Linked DNA regions of Mus musculus: all the other regions are linked to region 4. Evidence: chromatin contacts called from public HiChIP or PLAC-seq and promoter capture Hi-C data. All regions are on one chromosome and are shown on one strand. Each heading gives the region's core, a stretch centred on a gene start, on an enhancer-like site or on the middle of the called end of the contact. The rest is flanking DNA. Distances are from core to core; before and after follow the strand shown.

Evidence for each region. Promoter capture Hi-C pulls out the DNA fragments that hold promoters and counts their contacts. HiChIP or PLAC-seq counts read pairs in DNA pulled down with a chosen protein or histone mark. Capture Hi-C pulls out chosen DNA fragments and counts their contacts.
Region 1: a promoter capture Hi-C map of adipose tissue shows a contact between it and region 4. The contact joins the promoter of Vps36 here to the promoter of Polb in region 4. A contact is called at or near these places in 6 of 39 promoter capture datasets (the C10 cell line, cranial neural crest, embryonic stem cells and 3 more), 1 of 115 datasets of contacts at active chromatin or transcription factors (memory CD8 T cells) and 1 of 9 other capture datasets (adipose tissue).
Region 2: an H3K4me3 HiChIP or PLAC-seq map of bone marrow-derived macrophages shows a contact between it and region 4, with 2.7 times the contacts expected there. The contact joins the enhancer-like site here to the promoter of Polb in region 4. A contact is called at or near these places in 5 of 39 promoter capture datasets (cranial neural crest, frontonasal cranial neural crest, maxillary cranial neural crest and 2 more), 9 of 484 Hi-C or Micro-C datasets (the C10 cell line, CD4 T cells, Th17 cells and 5 more), 2 of 115 datasets of contacts at active chromatin or transcription factors (bone marrow-derived macrophages and pro-B cells) and 3 of 9 other capture datasets (adipose tissue, embryonic stem cells and liver).
Region 3: a promoter capture Hi-C map of pre-B cells shows a contact between it and region 4, with 3 times the contacts expected there. The contact joins the promoter of Nek3 here to the promoter of Polb in region 4. A contact is called at or near these places in 3 of 39 promoter capture datasets (cranial neural crest, liver and pre-B cells) and 1 of 9 other capture datasets (liver).
Region 5: a promoter capture Hi-C map of stem cell-derived epiblast-like cells shows a contact between it and region 4, with 2.3 times the contacts expected there. The contact joins the promoter of Ank1 here to the promoter of Polb in region 4. A contact is called at or near these places in 3 of 39 promoter capture datasets (cranial neural crest, embryonic stem cells and stem cell-derived epiblast-like cells), 1 of 484 Hi-C or Micro-C datasets (embryonic stem cells), 2 of 115 datasets of contacts at active chromatin or transcription factors (both in embryonic stem cells) and 1 of 9 other capture datasets (embryonic stem cells).
Region 6: an HNF4G HiChIP or PLAC-seq map of pancreatic cancer cells shows a contact between it and region 4. The contact joins the enhancer-like site here to the promoter of Polb in region 4. A contact is called at or near these places in 1 of 39 promoter capture datasets (maxillary cranial neural crest), 1 of 484 Hi-C or Micro-C datasets (liver), 3 of 115 datasets of contacts at active chromatin or transcription factors (embryonic stem cells and pancreatic cancer cells) and 2 of 9 other capture datasets (adipose tissue and embryonic stem cells).

What each region holds. Positions count from the first base shown.
Region 1 is chr8:22,191,352-22,194,108 of GRCm38.p6, forward strand. It overlaps Vps36 (vacuolar protein sorting 36), which reads left to right and starts at 1,482. Exons shown (of 14, transcript NM_027338.2): 1 at 1,482-1,615. The coding sequence starts at 1,520.
Region 2 is chr8:22,934,526-22,937,404 of GRCm38.p6, forward strand. It overlaps Kat6a (K(lysine) acetyltransferase 6A), which reads left to right. Exons shown (of 18, transcript NM_001081149.2): 17 at 955-1,273. Among named protein-coding and RNA genes, the nearest start is that of Ank1, 39 kb to the right of the region's middle. Within about 2 kb of position 1,271, at least 51 of the 459 cell types and tissues checked have an H3K27ac peak or open chromatin away from gene starts, as enhancers often do. A contact at or near this core is called in bone marrow-derived macrophages, where this site is marked.
Region 3 is chr8:22,165,129-22,168,022 of GRCm38.p6, forward strand. It overlaps Nek3 (NIMA (never in mitosis gene a)-related expressed kinase 3), which reads right to left and starts at 1,307. Exons shown (of 16, transcript NM_011848.4): 1 at 1,250-1,307.
Region 4 is chr8:22,652,033-22,654,732 of GRCm38.p6, forward strand. Polb (polymerase (DNA directed), beta) reads right to left here and starts at 1,405. Exons shown (of 14, transcript NM_011130.2): 1 at 1,282-1,405; 2 at 1,028-1,085. The coding sequence starts at 1,342.
Region 5 is chr8:22,973,425-22,976,216 of GRCm38.p6, forward strand. It overlaps Ank1 (ankyrin 1, erythroid), which reads left to right and starts at 1,412. Exons shown (of 44, transcript NM_001110783.3): 1 at 1,412-1,837. The coding sequence starts at 1,712.
Region 6 is chr8:23,027,008-23,029,781 of GRCm38.p6, forward strand. The region is part of intron 1 of Ank1 (ankyrin 1, erythroid); the gene reads left to right. Among named protein-coding and RNA genes, the nearest start is that of Gm51563, 8.7 kb to the right of the region's middle. Within about 2 kb of position 1,349, at least 125 of the 459 cell types and tissues checked have an H3K27ac peak or open chromatin away from gene starts, as enhancers often do. A contact at or near this core is called in pancreatic cancer cells, where this site is marked.

The sequences.
Region 1 (2,757 bases), core at 232-2,731, 460 kb before region 4:
AATAGTTCTACCTGAAGACCCAGCTATACCACTCCTGGGCATATACCCAAAAGATGTTCCAACATATAACAAGGACACATGTTCCTTTATGTTCACAGCTGCCTTATTTATAACAGCCAGAAGCTGGAAAGAACCCAGATGTCCTTCAACAGAGGAATGGATACAGAAAATGTGGTATATTTACACAATGAAGTACTATTCAGCTATTAAAAATAATGACTTCATGAAATTCTTAGGCAAACAGAACTAGAAAATATCATCCTGAATGAGGTAACCCACAAAAGAACACACGTGGTATGCAGTCACTGATAACTGGATATTAGCCCAAAAGCTCAGAATACCCAAGATACAATTCACAGACCACATGAAGCTCAAGAAGAAGGAAGACCAAAGTGTGGATACTTCAATCCTTCTTAGAAGGGGGAACAAAATATCCATGGAAGGAGTTACAGAGACAAAGTGTGAAGCAGAGAGTGAAGGAAAGACCATCCAGAGACTGCCCCACCTGGGAATCCATCCCATATACAGTTACCAAACCCAGACACTATTGTGGATGCCAAGAAGTGCTTGCTGACAGAAGCCTGATATAACTGTCTCCTGAGAGGCTCTGCCAGAGCCTGACAAATACAGAGGGGGATGCTCTCAGCCAACCATTGTAAACCATATGTAGCAGATGATGGCCTTATCTGACATCAATAGGAGGGGAGGCCCCTGGTCCTGCGGAGGTTTGATGCTCCAGTGTAGGCAGGAGTAGGTGAGTGGGTGGAGGAGCACCCTCATAGAGGCAAAGGGGACGGAGGAGAAGGGGAGATGGGATGAGGGGTTGTGGACGTGTAACTGGGACGGGGGAATATAATTTCCAATGTAAATGAATAAAATGATTAATACAAAAAAGAAAATTATTTTTTATGTGTATGGGTATATTGCCTTCATGTATATCTGTCGCATTAAATGCATGTTTGGTGCTTTATTTCCATGTCACCTCCATCTATCTGGAGCTATTGGTCATTTTTTAAAGGTGGGTGGGTAGGTGGGTGAGGTGGTTCAGCTGGTAAGGGAGCCTGCTGCTAAGCCTCATAACCTAAGTTTGATCTCCCAAGATCCACACGGTCAAAGGAGCAGCTCTCATTAAACATCCTCTGACTCCCACAGGCTAGCCCTTGCATGTTCCCGACGCACACAAACCCTCATAAAATAAACAGAATGTAATAAAAATTAGACTAAAACAAAAACCGGAGAAGAGTGTATTACATAATATGCTGGTTACAGATATATTAAACACAACCTCTGCTGTCAACACTTATTTGGGAAGAAATAAAAAAAAAGTCCTTATTTACAGCTTTTAACAAGCATGTCAACAAGTTTGGCAGTGACAGGGGAGCAAATGTGCACGCGAGTGGCAGCCGCCAGGGGGCGCCGCCTGTCCGTGTCGGGGCGCCCCACCCCCGCCGGCCACCAGGGAGCGCCGCTCGCAGCCCGGGAGCACCGGCGAGCGGCAGAAGCCGGCCGGGTGGCGGCCATGGACCGCTTCGTGTGGACCAGCGGCCTCCTGGAGATCAACGAGACCCTGGTTATCCAGCAGCGCGGGGTGCGCGTCTACGACGGCGAGGAGAAGGTAGGGAGGAGGCCGCGCCGACCCGCGGCCCTCGTGCTGGGCAGGGCCTCACCCTCGGCCCTGGGGCTACCGGCCTCGGCCCGCCGCTCCAGCCGCACGGTGGACAGCGGAGCCGGGGCGCGGGCGAGCGGAGGTCTCGGCGGGTCGCAGCCCGGGACGGTACAGTTCCGCCTTGTGGCGAGCGAGCGCGCCACCGGAACGCCGTCCCCACCCTCCTGCTGGACCGGTGATGATTTGTTCTGGGCTGAGCCGGGGTCCCTCGCCCGGAAGGATTTCCGAAGGAGGCAGCAGGGTCCAGCCCCATGGGGTTTTCTGCTTGCTTTGTAATTACTTTAGGAAGTGGGCTTGAGGCTTCGTGTTCTGTTCTAGGAAGTCATGCAGTGAGCCCTTGCCTTGGAATGCAAGCTTAAATCTTAAGAGCCGGGCTCGCGAAGGATAAGAGAAAAACAACGAATTCATGTATTCTGTGCCTGGAAACCACATGCCATCTTGTCCTGAATTAAATGTACGACCTGAAATCAGGAGTGGCAAAAGAGCTCGCGTCCCCAAAAGCACTTTTAGTCTCCAGTTTTCACTTGAGGCATTCTGTCTTCCTCGCTGTGGTGGAAATGAAACCTCCCTCGCTCTGGAGTTTGATACACCTAGTCAGTGCTTACAGCTAACCCAGGTCCGCTCTGACTTAGGGTATTTTCCTATTGTTTTCGAGGCAAGCTCTTATCCGAGACTGCTTCAGTAAAGTTTGATTTACTTTTTAAGTAAACTTAGACTGTTCTGGGTTTGAGTAGCAAGTAAAAACCAGCCTAACTGGTCTGTCAGGTTGAGATAATAATCCACGGGAGACCCCAAAAGGGAACGATTGAGCAATCTCTTCACTACAGCAACAGCCTTTCACATTCCCCCTTGCTCCTTGACACAGCAGTGGTACAGACTCTGGCTTGAGCTTTAAATGTATAGCCTAAGCTTTGATTTCTAGAGGAAAAATGCAATGGTTCTTAGAACTGTGTGATCTACGGGCACATCGTGCACTTTCTCCTCTTTCTTTCTGTCTTTCTTTCTTTCTTTCTTTCTTCTCTCTCTCTCTCTCTCTCTCTCTCTCTCTCTCTCTCTCTTTCTTTCTATAGGGTTTCTCTGTATAGGCCCGA
Region 2 (2,879 bases), core at 21-2,520, 280 kb after region 4:
GTATGACCTTGCATAAGTGCTAACCTTTCTAGCCTCTGTACAAGGATGTGATTCAGTCATTCCTGGGCTGTTGTCTCTGTAGCTTGGTGACATCACTGTGTTATGTAAGCTATTAGGTCAGCCCCGTGTCAGTGTGTGCTGTGTGCGCCAAGTCTCAGGCCGTGCTGCTGTTTTCTCTTCTCTGTCAAGTGAATGCATTTCTGCTCTGCGTTTGTGTGCTCTGCTCTAGCTAGTTTCCCCAAATGGCGTGCACATTTATTGATCTGCTAATGCATGGTGATGTATAAGATGGAATGTTTCTATTCCTTTTGCTCTTGAACAGAAGTAGAGGGCGTAGTCTCTGAGGCACTTTAGCATTAGAGCAGGTGGCGCTGTAAAGTGTAAAATGTCGATGAGCTGAGAAGATGCACCAACACCATGTGCTCTCTGGACACTTGCTCTTCATATCAGAGCGGGCCTTAGTGCCCAAAATCTGTGCGGATTTTGTTGTTCCTCCCCCTTCCCCCCCTTCCCCATTCCCCTTCCCCTCCTTCCCCTCCTTCCCCCTTTCCCCCATCCCCCTTCCCCCTTCCCTTTCCTTCCCTTCGCGCGCGCGTGCGTGCGTGAGTGTGTGTAAGAGTACATGTGTATGTGTTGGTGGGCTTGCACTTGGTGGGTGTGTAGAGGTCAGGGGACATTTCTAAGGATTTAGTTCCCCCACTTGTATATGGGATCCAAGGTTGATCCCAGGTTGTCAGGTTGCCCAGTTTGCACAGGAAACTTCACCTGTGGAGCCACCTCACTGACCACACACATCTCTGTGTTCTTAACACTTTGTCTTTACCAGAGTATCTGTTGGCAAACTGCATCTTTGTTTTAAATATGTTAGTTCTGCAAAGCTTTAAAACTTTTATGTTAAAGCAGGGAAAAAAGCTCATTACTATAAATAAAATACCTGCTTTCTTTACTACATAGAAACCGATTCTTCACCGAAGACGAAGAGTCCGCAAGCGGAAACACCACAATAGCAGTGTAGTCACAGAGACCATCTCTGAGACCACGGAGGTGTTAGATGAGCCTTTTGAAGACTCTGACTCTGAGAGACCAATGCCACGACTGGAGCCTACATTTGAGATGGAGGAAGAGGAGGAGGAGGAGGAGGAGGAGAGTGAGCTCTTCCCCAGAGGGTACTTCCATTGCCTGTCCTCACAGGACATCCTTAGGTGTCAGTCCTCCTCCAAGAGGCCGTCTAAAGAGGAAGAGGAGGAGGAGGAGGAGTCAGACGACGCAGATGGTAGGTTTACACACTGTTCCTTAGAGTAGTTTCTGTGTGTCTTTGAAAATAGAGAAGTAATCACTACAGACCCTTCCTTCCCCAAAGGGCTGGGAATGAACACAACTCACTAAGACAGGAAGGGGAAAGGTTGGCCACCTCTGCAGATATGGGGTTTATCTATCCATAGTCACGTCTGCATGTAAACGCGCTTCTTTAACCTGATCTCTTCTTGCTTTGCAGGAAATCTTAATTATTGGAAGGCCTTCCTTTTCACCTAATGTTGCCTAGGTTTTTGTCTGAATCCTCAGTTAAAGGGTGTTGGCATAACTGAGTACTGGATTCTGTGGTCTGCAGCTCGCTGAGTGCCTAGGTTTGGTGCTCAGCAGCTCTGGTAACTGAGTGACTGAGGAGGAGCCACCTGAGCATCCCTGGGGACCTCTGCCCTCTGTTCAGGAACCTTCCTGAACCATGCGTCTGATGGTGTTTACTCGCAGAGTAATCTCTTCCTTCTCGTTGTTTTGTGTTTATCTTGTTTTGTTATTTAAGACTCACTATACAGAGGTCTGACCTGCCTCAGCCTATTTGGTTCTGGGATTATAGGTGTGTACAACCCAGTAACCAGTCGTACATTTCTAATAAGTGACAATGATAACAAAATAAGCTACGTTGTATGGTGTAGCTAACATTCCGTCAATTACTATTAAAATAGACATATTCCCATGTACAGAAGCAGGCTCATTTGAGATGAGCGAGGAAGAAGGCAGGCTTGTTGGGTGCTGTGTCACCTACACCTCCATCATGTTTGTTCTGATGCCTCTGTCAGCCTTTGCATTTTCACAGGCAACTTAGAAGAAATTGTGTTGCCTGGTATTGCTTTGTACTACTTTATTTTATTTTATCTTATTTTATCTTTTGCCTTTTTTGGAAGAGCGTTTTATTTTATTCTCTTAAAATCTTGGCTTCAGACCTAGTACATAGGACCTGTATTTTTCTGACAGAATGTGTAGCTTGATAGTGATGAGCCCTGAGCTCAGACCTAGAATCAAAACCAAAACCTTTGTGGTATGTGTGTGTGCGCGCATGTGTCTATGTGTGTATATACATGTGTGTATATGTATGTTCATGTGTATGTGTGTGAATTTGTGTGCATGTGTGTGTATATTTGTATGTGAGAGAGCATATATGTGTTTGTGCATGAGTATGAGTATACATGGCAGGAGAAGACAGAAGAATTATAAGTGTGTGACACAGTCTGGCTGACCCACTTGCTGTAGCCTCTTAGGTGTTGGAAATCACAGCATACCTCACACAGTTTTCTTATTGTAAGGCTTACTCAATGATGCATGTTTTTAATGTAGTGATGATCATTAAGGTTCTTGCTTTATTTATTATAATAGGTGATGACCCAGTTTTCCTCTTGTTAGATATTGCTGTGTGTCTAGGGACCTGAGACTGTTTTGGTGTGATTGGCACTTGGTGCTGTGCTCTGTCTTGATTCACTTTGTCACAATGGTCTCTCTCCTGTGAGCTCCTATGACCTTGACAGTTCTTACTCAGACTGCTGTTGCCTTTGCTGACTTCCCAGATGTACCACAAACAAACCTTTAATTCTCTCTTCCTCTAC
Region 3 (2,894 bases), core at 57-2,556, 490 kb before region 4:
AGAACTCATACACTTTTTTCATCACAGGAAAAATACTGGCATGAATTACTTGATTTTTTTCCGTTCACAAAGCTAAATTGTTTTTATTTATTTATTTATTTAAACCACCCACAAGCTGTAAAATGTAGAGCACAAGATGTAGTACAAACATCGAAGATCAAACCCTGCTAGGACCTGCAAAGCTTCTAGTCCGTAGCTGGGGTTGGGTAGTCAACACCTGTAAGATTAGCACTTAAGAGGCAGAGGCAAGATGATCGCCATGGGTCTCAGGCCAGCCACTGTCTCAAAAACTAGCCAAACAAATAGACTGTGCCTTCCAGTTTGCTTTCCAGTCTATCACAGAGTTACCAGGAGACTATAGCAACAAATCCTCCATATAACCAAATCCAACGCCGTGTTTCCAGGAGTGAGGCATTTGAACACACCCAGACACAAGTAACAGACCTATGACACTCAGGAGGCAGAAGTTGGTGAATCACAGCCTGTAACCACTGCTAAGTCCAAAGTCAACTAATTCACACCATGGGTTTCAGGCCAGCCAGGGCTACAAATGGGGGCTGTCCCCCCACCGCTCCCCCCCCCCCCCAACCAATAAAAACCTAGAAGAAAACAACCAAGCCCTTCACACTGGTCTTCACAGGGGTCTTAAGTGGTCTCTGGTTTCAATTGCTTTTTTCCTGTTCCTGGTGCCTGAGGACTTTTACCTATGCTATCAAAATGACTGATGAGCAACCAGGCTTTCCTTGACTGAAAAATCAAGTTAGTATTTTTAATCTCCATGTGTTCGATAGCCAGTATTACACCCATAAACACAAGCCTTATTACACTAGGTGTGGCGAAAGCTGATGGGTTCCTTCCAGTGTTTATAAACAAATACGCCTTTAATAAAGATAAACCAATTGTTTAAAAGAGCCTAAAGTGATTTGCAAGTGCCCAGAAGCGGGGTCAGTTTAGACAGAGATCCCAGGACACACACCCTGGAGACCCACCAACCTTTCCCTACCAAAACACCCACCCTCCCGAAGCTGCTCCGCTTCAGCCGCACGAGCAGTCTCCGACGCGCATGCGCGCACCGAACTCAGCGACTGGGGCGCACAGCCTACGGGCTGAGTGATGCGCCCACATTTGGCCGTCGCCCCGCAGCGGGCGAGCGCCGACCGGCGGCTTAGGGGGCGGGGGGGGGGGGGGCAAGAGGCTCCACCCGCTCCTCTCTCCACCGCGGCCGACCCGTACAGCTCCCTTCACCCACCTCCCAGCGGCGTGCGTCGCTTCTCCGCTCCTTGCGAGGCCTGGGAAGTGGGCGGGGCGTGGGCGGGGCGTGCCCCTAGCTGTGGGCAGAGGAAACTGTTGAGGTCTGGCCCTAGGCGCTGTTCTCTGAGTAGCTGAGCCCCAAAGAGCTGTTTTAAAGCTGTTTTGCCACCTTGCGGTAGGATATTGCTAACGTTTTGAACCGGTGCCCCCAGTAATTTGAGTTATTGCTCCAGATTAGGCAGACAGACAACAAACATAAATTCCACAGGGACACTGCTAGCATTTACTGTATGACTTTGGAAAAAGTGAAAAACAAAATAATGCACCACCCCAAAATAATGCATCTCATTCTGAAATGTGTATTTCTTCCCGGAAATAGCAGAAAGTTATTAAGATTCTAGTTGTACCAGGACGTGGTAGGATGTCTGTAATCCCTGCATTCGGAAAGCTGAGGCAGGAGATCCAGAATTGGACGCCAACCTAGTTTACAGAGCAAGTTCCTGGTAGGCAAGTCAGGACTGTCTCAAGTGTTAACATTTAGGGGTGCAGAATAAAGGAACAAAAGGCAGGAATGAGACCAAAATCTGGCCTCAACTGACGAGACTGTTCACCCCACCCTCCCCTTCTCCCCTTCCCTACTGATCCCAGATGGAACTAATGTTTGTAGAAGAAATTCAAATCACAGGACAGCAGACCCAGACACCCCCAAGATGTTAGGCAGAGGGTCCAATGGCCAACCAGGCTACAGTCAAATGTACAGCAGGGAAGCAGGGAACTAGACCCTGAGGGGGCGGGAGGCAGGGTAGAAAGGGACACTGGAAACCTACAAGTCAATTGCTGGAATAGGTGGTTTATCAGGCAGTGTAAGTCATTAAGTAGCATTGAGAGAGGAGAGGAGAGGAATCTATCAGGGTTCCTCAGCTGCAGCACTGTCCACATTTGGGACTCTTGATTCTTTGCTGGGGCTGTTGTGTCTCGGGGCTCTCTCTGTCCACCAACTGATGCCGGTACTCACTATGCTGTCTCCCCATCTGTTTTATTTTTGGAGATAGTTTTCATTACGAAGGCTAGACCAGCCTGGAAAGCACAGGTCTGCCACCTCTGCTGGGATTACGTGTGTGAACCACTAGCTTGACAACCAAAAATGACTTGGTTTTGGAAATCCCTGGAGGGAAGGACAGACCCAGGTTCAATTCCCAGCTCCCTGTGGCAGCTTACAACTGTCAGTTTCTCCAAGGGGCCTCACACCTTCTTCTGGCTTCTGAGGGTACTGCACTCATGTGGTGCATAGATATACATGCACATAAAAATAAATAAATCTCAATGGGTGGGAATTAAACAAAAGAAAGAAGATACCGGGGGAAAAGTGGGTGTGGTACAGACCACCTGTGGTGGAGAACAGTCCAGCCGCAACATCCAAGGATGGAGTTACGGGCGAGCATGTAGTTCATCCACAGTTCATGCTTCGCAGACAGGAAGCTTTCCATCCCTAGACCTCACCAACACTCAGTTTGAATCTGAGTTATCCCTAAAGCTTATGTTTAGAATGCCTGGTCTCCAGCTTGAGGCACTGTTCTGAAGGCTGGCAGAAGTGGATAACTACTGAGCCTGGGAAGTTATACCCAGCACGGGAAAGCAGTACC
Region 4 (2,700 bases), core at 155-2,654:
AAGACTGTGAGAGTCAGAGCATCAGGGAAATGGCGGGAAGGCTGTGTTGCCCAGTAATGTCAGAAGCTATGCTCATAAGGTCTTACTAACATGACTGCCCAGACATGAGCTGAACAAGGAAGAATGTGACAGACACACCACAGTGGTCAGGACCTCAACCCTACACAAAGAACTACAGGAAACAGTCTTTCCTAACACATCAGTTGGTTATCCCTGAAAATATACAAGTAGCATTACACAGTTGGAACAGATTGTATTTATGTATTTAGGAAAATGTGTGTGTGTATGTATGTGTATCGAAATATGTGTGTATATATATGTGCACATATATATATATAATGAAAAAAGGAGGTTATGAATTTGAGAGATCATAGAGGGTTATATATGGAAGTGTTTGGAGAGAGGAAAAGGGGAAATGATGTAATTATAATCCCCCAAATAATCATATAATAATAATAATAATAATAATAATAATAATAATAATTCGACTTCAAATGAGGAAATCCAGGCATGGAACAGACTATAGGAGAACACTAACTGTAAGGCTGTAAGGGCTAGCTTGGGGAAAGCAAGGATAGTTTACTTTTACTGTTAGAAGCTGAGGGGCTTTGGGATGCTTATAGGTTAAGTAGCTGACTGTGGGAAGAGCGGCCAGGAGAAGGTGCCCGCTGAGGTTTGTAGTGATAGGCAGGCAACTGGTTTTCAGGAAGGTGACAGCCCATCCAGAAGGAAAGGCGATTTCCTGAACTACATCTATTTCACAGTTCAGATCTCGTCTACTGTTGTTTATTATGTTTTTTAAACTGTATTTCCAGTCAATTCAAGATTAATGGTGGGAATATATGCATCAGACACCTATTTTCAGTCGGAACTGTACAGTCTCCTGAATTAACCCTATAACGCCCTGCCAAAACCCTGTATAGGTTAAATAAAGTGCCACTCAGCTTTGAACCACTGGGCACCGGCTTTCCATCCCTGCTAAGTGACAGCAAACTAGGATGTCCTGGAACGCCGGCTAACAACGTACCTGTACGCATTGTACTTGTGGATCGCCTGGCTCACGTTCTTCTCAAAGTTTGCGAGTTCTGAAAAGACAACAAAGGGCTCGAGGACACAAGTACACACACCCCCGCGAACGCGGGTCCCGGGATGGAGGTGTGGGCGGGTTCCTCCACCGGCGGCCGCGACGGACGCAGCCGGGGCGCTGCGACCCGCGGGGGGGGGGGTGGGAGAAGCGAGGCCCGGCTGAGCAGAGGAGCCGGAGGGCGGCCCGGGACTCACCCACGAGCATGTCCGTGATGCCGCCGTTGAGGGTCTCCTGCGGCGCCTTGCGTTTGCTCATGGCGCCGGGGACCCACACCTGGGTCTTACCGGTGGAACAATGGCGGCGCCTGACAGGGCGCAGCGCGGTGACGTCACGCGCCAGGCTACGGGGCGGGGCTAGCGGGTGCGGGTGCGGGGAATCTCTGGGCGGAGGGGAGCTAGGAGGTCAGGTTTACCTCCTGGTGAGTTAGCCTGAGAGATCAAATCTGCTCTCCTGGTCTGAGAATAGTCTGATTTAGAGCCCGAGATGCAGACGGAGGTGGACGTTGGCTGCTGTGGACAGTAGCTATGGAACACACGGCCTGTACTGTTTGTGAGGCGTGCCGGCGCGGGTTCTGCTGTCAGAATCCAAGAGCTGCTCTGTGCTTCTGGACACCATGTAAAACATGGAATGAAATATGCCAACCGTCGGCTAAAGACGTGTTCTGGCTTTGTTTGTTCGTTTGTTTGTTTCGGTATCCATGCCTCTTGTGGGAGAAGCTAAAGCTAGGAAAAGACCCCAAGAAAGAAGTGTCTGACTTAACTAAACAGCAATGGAACACTCATATTCTATATGTGATCCCCTTACAATGTCCTTGAATTGAAATATAGCGCTTGTGCCATTTATAAGTGTTCCTCATGGGGGTCCATATTAACTGCAAACACAGCAATTCGTTTGGGCATAAATTGTTATTAAGATACACACTAGTGTGGGTGAATCTGAAAAGAGTATAGAAGGAAAAAGGGAAGTCAATGACGGGCTTGTCATCCAACTTAGGTATTATTATTTGGGGACATACACTTTTACATTTCTACTCCACTCTTATCTTCTAAAATTTCTATTCTTGTTTCTGTTTTGTTCTGAGATAGGGTATCTATGTAGCCCAGGTTGTCCTAGAACTATGAAGAGCAGGCTGGCCTCAGACTCATAGAAATCCTCCTGCCTCAGCCTCCTGGATGCTAGGGATAGGTATGCAACACCAGGTCCAGCAATGCATTGTTGTTGTTTTAGGTGAGTGAGTTATTTTTATTAGCAAGGACAGGGCACTGCTTTCGCTACTGGATGTACAGTAGTGATAAGTCAAGTCCTGTGCGCATGTCCTTGGCAGGGGGTAATAAAGTGGCCTAAGAGCAAGTCAAGAATGAGTGATTCACTGTGAGAGGACATGCTCAGCAGGAATGGGGCCTCAGCTCCACCACAACACTGCACGGATAAACAAGGCAAGGAAATGGGGCAGCCCTCAGGAGGGGCGAGATGAGCTCTATTTAGACAGAACAGTTGGAAAACACCTCTCAGAAGGTCCCTGTGCACGGAGACATAATGAAGAGGAAGAGGGCTTGGGGGACAACTGGAGTGATCCCTGTAGAAGCAGCAAGGTCCACCCCCAAAGCTGCCAC
Region 5 (2,792 bases), core at 162-2,661, 320 kb after region 4:
TGTTATCGAGAGAGGGGCCTGTGGTGGTGATGGAATACGCCTCATCTGAATCCAGACAAGAATAGACCAGATTCTGAAGACTCAGCATAATAATGTAAAATCGCATCAATAATATATCAACTTCATGTTGAAACGATGGCTTGGGAGATATACAGGCTTAAAAATACATTTAAAATCAATCTTCTAGTTTCTTTACATGGAAAAAAAAAGTGGCTACATGACAATTGAAGTTGCATGTGTGACTGGTATTTGTGGTTCTGCCTGCAGTGAGAAGCCCCAGGACTCACCCCTGGGAAATGACAGCAGTTAGATCTGTCAGACCCCTGTGGTTACCCAGCACCTTACCTTCTGTCAGGGGCCTAGTGGGGAAGACAGAAGTGGAAATCACTGAGCGAGATGTGTTTGTGAGAAAGAGGGGTGGGAACAGTACCTAGTACTACTCCTTCTGCTCCTCACCAGAGCTGCTTCAAACCTGCACAGGCTCGGGAGGGGGGGGGGGCGGGCGAGAGGACAGGAGGGAGCAGGCTGTTTCATAATAACTTCTCCAAGACTCAAACACCAGTGTTCAAGACTGTCCTTAGCATCCTGTGGGATAGGGAAGGAGGAGGTTGGGAGCTGCACCAACCAGACTGAAAGGGCAATGTTCATAGGTCAGGGCCTCAGTTTCCCCGCCTGTCACATGACTGAGTGGTGAAATGAGCTTAAGCCGGTTCCCCGTTCCCACAGTCTACGTTGGTAGCTGCGTGACCCCCAGCTGGTAAGGTTCTTTACAGCAGCCCAACACCGGTCCAGACCACAGTACCTACGGAGGGAGGGTGGAGAGAGACCTGGTATTGCAGGGTGGGCGGTCCCTGATGGGGAGACCCAGTTCCACTCCCGTCCAAAAGGAGCGAAAAGAAAAAGAATGGACTTGACGCTGGACTCGTATTCTAAGTATATTTGGTAAAGATGCAAAGGAAAGGCCCACTTGGTTTGACCGGGGCAGATCAAGCTCTCCTCCAGGAGCCCCGGCCCTTCCCGGAGGGCGGCCCGGGCCAGGCTCGGCGCTAGCGGAGTCCGTGCCGCAGCGGTGCCCCGGTCCCACGCTCCGCAGCTCGGCCAGGCGATGCTGGCATTTTCTCCGCCGCCGTCAGGCACGCCGGTCCGCAGGGTCGCCGGGCCCGGGCGGAACGGCCCCGCTTTGTTCCCGTCGCCCCCAAGGCGCCCCGCGATCCCCACCCCGGGACCCCGCTGCAGCGGGGACCCAGCGCCGGCTCGCAGCGCCCCGCGCCCAGCCTGGTGGGGCGGCCGCACCGAGCTGCCCCCGCTCCTCCCGCGAGCCCGCGAGTCCGCCCTCCGCGGCCCGCGCCGCAGTACGAGCCTCCTCCCTCCCGCCCCCCGCGCCGCCGCCGCCGCAGGAGAGGGGGGGCCCGGGCGGGCGGGCGGGCGCGGCGAGGGCGCGCGGCGAGCCCAGAGCCGGTGCGGGGCGCGGGCGAGCGAGCTCCGGCCGCGGCGGGAGGCGCCACCCCGGGGCTCGGCTAGCCGCGCGCCGGCCTCTCCTCGCCCTCCGCCCCGCGCCCCGGCCCCCGGGCGCCGCAGCCTTCGCCTCCGCCGGGGAGAAGCTCGCGCCCTGCGCAGCTGAAGGAGCCGGCTCTCCCCGGGAGGGTGTCGTCGCCGCCGGCTCGCAGAGGGCGCGGGCCCGGGAGGCGGGGACCGAGCGCCGCGACCCGCCATGGCTCAGGCGGCCAAACAGCTGAAGAAAATCAAAGACATCGAGGCGCAGGCCCTCCAGGAGCAGAAGGAGAAGGAGGAATCCAACAGGAAGCGGCGGAACCGCTCCCGTGACCGCAAGAAGAAGGTAAGGGGGCGGCGGCGGCCCCGCACCGAGGCGCCCGGAGTAGCTGCGGGAAGGCGATCGGCCGCGCTCCGGCTGACCCCGCGGGAGCGGGAAGGGGGGAGGCGGGTAGGGCGAGCAGAGAGCGGCCCCGGGGTTCCGGCAAGCTGCCCCAGACTCATTTCAGCACCTTGAACAGAGGCCCGCGCTCCGGAGGAACTTTTGCCGCCTCTGGGGTGGCAAAGCGGGTAAGGGGCTGCACCGCGGGGCGCAGGGCTGCTCGCCTGGCTTTCTCGGGGAGCTGCTTTGGGTGAACAGGGCAGGCGCTCCAGAGGTGGTACTGTCCGCTCCTGCTCAGGTGACTAGTGAGTTCTCCTGCGCCGCCGGAGAGAGCATCTTCCTCCCAGATCTCTCAGGACGAACTGGGGCGACTGCCCTTCCCGATCCCTTCCTGACCCTGTGGGTCCGCGGGTGGACCTGGAAGAAGCAACTCACCCCTCAGGCATTTGGCAGCATTTTATGTTAAGGTCATTCCAGAGGAGTCACTGGTGGCAGGGAAGAGGAATTCCCTTAGAAGCCTCGCTGGGGCTTTTCCAGCCTGACCCAAGGCCTGGTCGGAGAAGAGCTCTGCCATGGGACATCATGAGGGCAGTCTTTCATGGGACAAGGGTCTGTGCTGAGACAGCCCAGGGATCCAGACCCCTGAAAGCAACTGTTGCTATTTGCAGTCCTTCTTTCAGATCATGGCGGGGTAAGAACCACAGTAGTTTAGACCCACGGTCTAATTACAAGCACCTGGATGTCCACAGCGACTAAGCAGGGCACTCTACCGCCGGCTAGAGCTTCAGGGATGCACAGGCTAGGAAAGCGTGAGTGGAATTCTGGGAGTCCAAGGTAGAGCTGGACCCTAGCTTGCAAGAGCCATCTTAACCTGGAGAAGTTGATGTGAGCCTGCAGGAACGTCCCCTGGCCAGAGAAT
Region 6 (2,774 bases), core at 99-2,598, 370 kb after region 4:
CAGGGCTGGGCCTGTCAGGACTTATAGATTTGATCTAGAAACTTGGGGCAGTATATAGTGGCCATCCCATCCTGACTAATAGCTTACCAAAGGAACATAGAGAACCCGGATGTTCCCCAGAGAGGCAGACCAGCTGAAAGTGCCTTAATTATATTCTTGTTAGCCCCAAACTAGATTGAACAAACAATTGTTTGTATTCACTGTAGGCAGGAGCAACATTCTGGACATTCCTGATGATGTTATCTGAGGAATACCTATACTCTGCTAGGAGACCTTCATTTATGAAATACGAACTTTTCTAAGGTTGGGCTGTGGCTCTGTGGATGAGATCTTTTCTAGAATTCAAAATGCCCAGATTAAACCCTAGCACTGCAAAAATCAGAAACAAAACCAGGAAGCACTCTGCCAACACAGAGTTCTTTAAAAAAAAAAAGAGAGAAAAAAACAGTAAGGAGAGAGTAGCCTCTTAAATCACAAGATTTCATAGTAAATTTATGCAGAGAATCAAAGAAAATCTGAGCATCACAAGAGTGCTGTACTCCAGAAAACTGTGACTGTCACATCGTAGGAGATTTGGACAGTAGAAAGCAAGCCTGCTGCTGGGGACTGGGACTCAGGAGGCAGAGCTTCTGGGGACAGACCCAACTTCACTCTCTGCTTGTGTTCCCTGGATCTGCCAGCAGCTGCCCCACTCCACCCCCACCCCCAGGCACCCTCAGTTTCACATCTGTGAAATGGGGGCAGTAACATCCCTTCTCTGTGCTGCAAGGACCAAGTGGCACCTCTAGCTCCCAGGAGCACAGGCGCGGTGCCAAGTGCTGCGGGGACCCTAGCTTTTGGTTTTGTTCCAACAGCCTGAGCCTCAAGAAGAAACATTAAATCGTTTTTTCTAGGAAATGCCAAAATTGAGGTTTTCCTTTGAAGCTTTGAGGAGGAAGCTTCTAAAAACCAACCATGTGTCCTTACAGGGCCCTGGTGTGTAAATAGCAGGGGGAAATGCCAGACAGCAGAGGGCTGTAAAATAAACAAGGCGTATTCCAGTGAGACTGGGGGAAGTCAGTGGCCCAGAAGGCACCAGGGGGCGCTCTGGAGCTGCAGGGAGGGGTTCTACACGATAAGGTCCAGCCTGCAGGGTCCTTCCCTCTGCCCGCATACTCATGCACAATCTGAAGATGCGTCCCCCGGTGTCCCTTTGGATCTTCCACGGAGAGGGTCTTCTTGGTTTCCTTGTCTAAGATGCAGTAGATGAGGCACTGTGGGAAATGGGACCTGCTTTGAGCTGTTCCCAGGCTTGCCCTCGCACTGGGAACTAGACTCCTCCAACTGACAGTCCCTGGTGAGGGAGAGCATTTCAGTACCGCTTATCCCTATAGCATCTCATCAGAAGAGCCACAGAGTGATCAAGTTCACTCTGAGGCCAGAAGAGCAGATGCACTCCCTCTGGTGGTGACCGTGCTTCTCCGGCAGAAAGGCTTTCTGGAGGATATGTCTGTTTCCCTGGTGGTTGGATGCCCCTGGGCTGCTGTTGAAGCCGAAGGATCTGGCAAGAGATAGAGGCTGGTGCCATAGAAGGAACCTGCAGTTTTCTCCACTCGCTGGCATACAGAGCGGGTGCTGGTGCTGACAGGATTTTCACAGCTGGTGGGAAGCCACAGTGCAAGAACAAATGAGGGAAAGCAGCTCGGAGAGGGAGAATGGTGTGTTAGAATCAACACAGCTGAGTAAGTGTGAGGTCTGGGTGAGAAAGGGCTGTCGGGAGTGGGCGGGGCCAAGAAGGGGTAGTAAGGGTATGGCAAATCGAAAGATAAGCCCCAAGGCCCTGTTTCCTCTCCCCTCGGGCACACTTTAACTGTAAGATAGAACTGGTAAATAACTCAGAAATGATCTTAGCACATCATTAATATAGACAAGTTGCACAAAAGCTGTGTGTGTGTGTGTGTGTGTGTGACCTTGTGTTTGAGAATAGTAATGGACATTATAAAATGGAGTCTGGAAAAATCATTTTTGCCATTTTAGTGATAGAAAATTAAATGTGTTAATTTATAATCCCACCTAGCCTAATTTTTCTTTTAAAGGCTGCTGTATTTATTTTAAAGCCTTGAACATAGAATACAAAGGAGGGTTCAAATCTCATTATTGCTTCTTTGATGCCTGAATCATTCATATCCTAGGATGACCCACTGTCAGTAAGCCCCAGGAAGGCCCAGGATACTTCCGGCCCTGCATCAGTGCATCTCAAAGATCTCGCATGCACCACCAAGGGATGGTAGAACAGAATTAGGAAGTTACAGGCAGAGAGCCTCCAGCCTTTCTAAGGCATCGACTCGAATCCTCTCCTGAGCCTGGGGTGCTCTTACTGATGCATAGAAAGAACAAGAAAGAAGGGGGAAGAGTCCAAGCCCTTAGGGAGCGCTCCGAAAACCTTCACATGTTTACTGAGCACGTGCTACGTGTGAGACATAGTTGTTGGTCTTGAGGACTGACACTGTGGCCAGGAACAAGACAGTGGTCAGAATTATTAGAAAGACAAGAGCGTCGATCAAGCAGTGAATTACGCAATCCATGTAGCAAAGACTGAACCTATTGACAGGAAGAAAATTAATATAGACGAGGCTGTAGGTTTTGTCAGGTAGATGAGAAAGGAACACACCTGGCTGGAGGCCGAGAGGGGAAAAGCTGTTTGAGAACAATATAGTTTACGTGAATACAGAGGTGTCCAAAGGATCACACGTTTATACAACACGAGGCCTGAACAAATACAGATTCAAATTCTT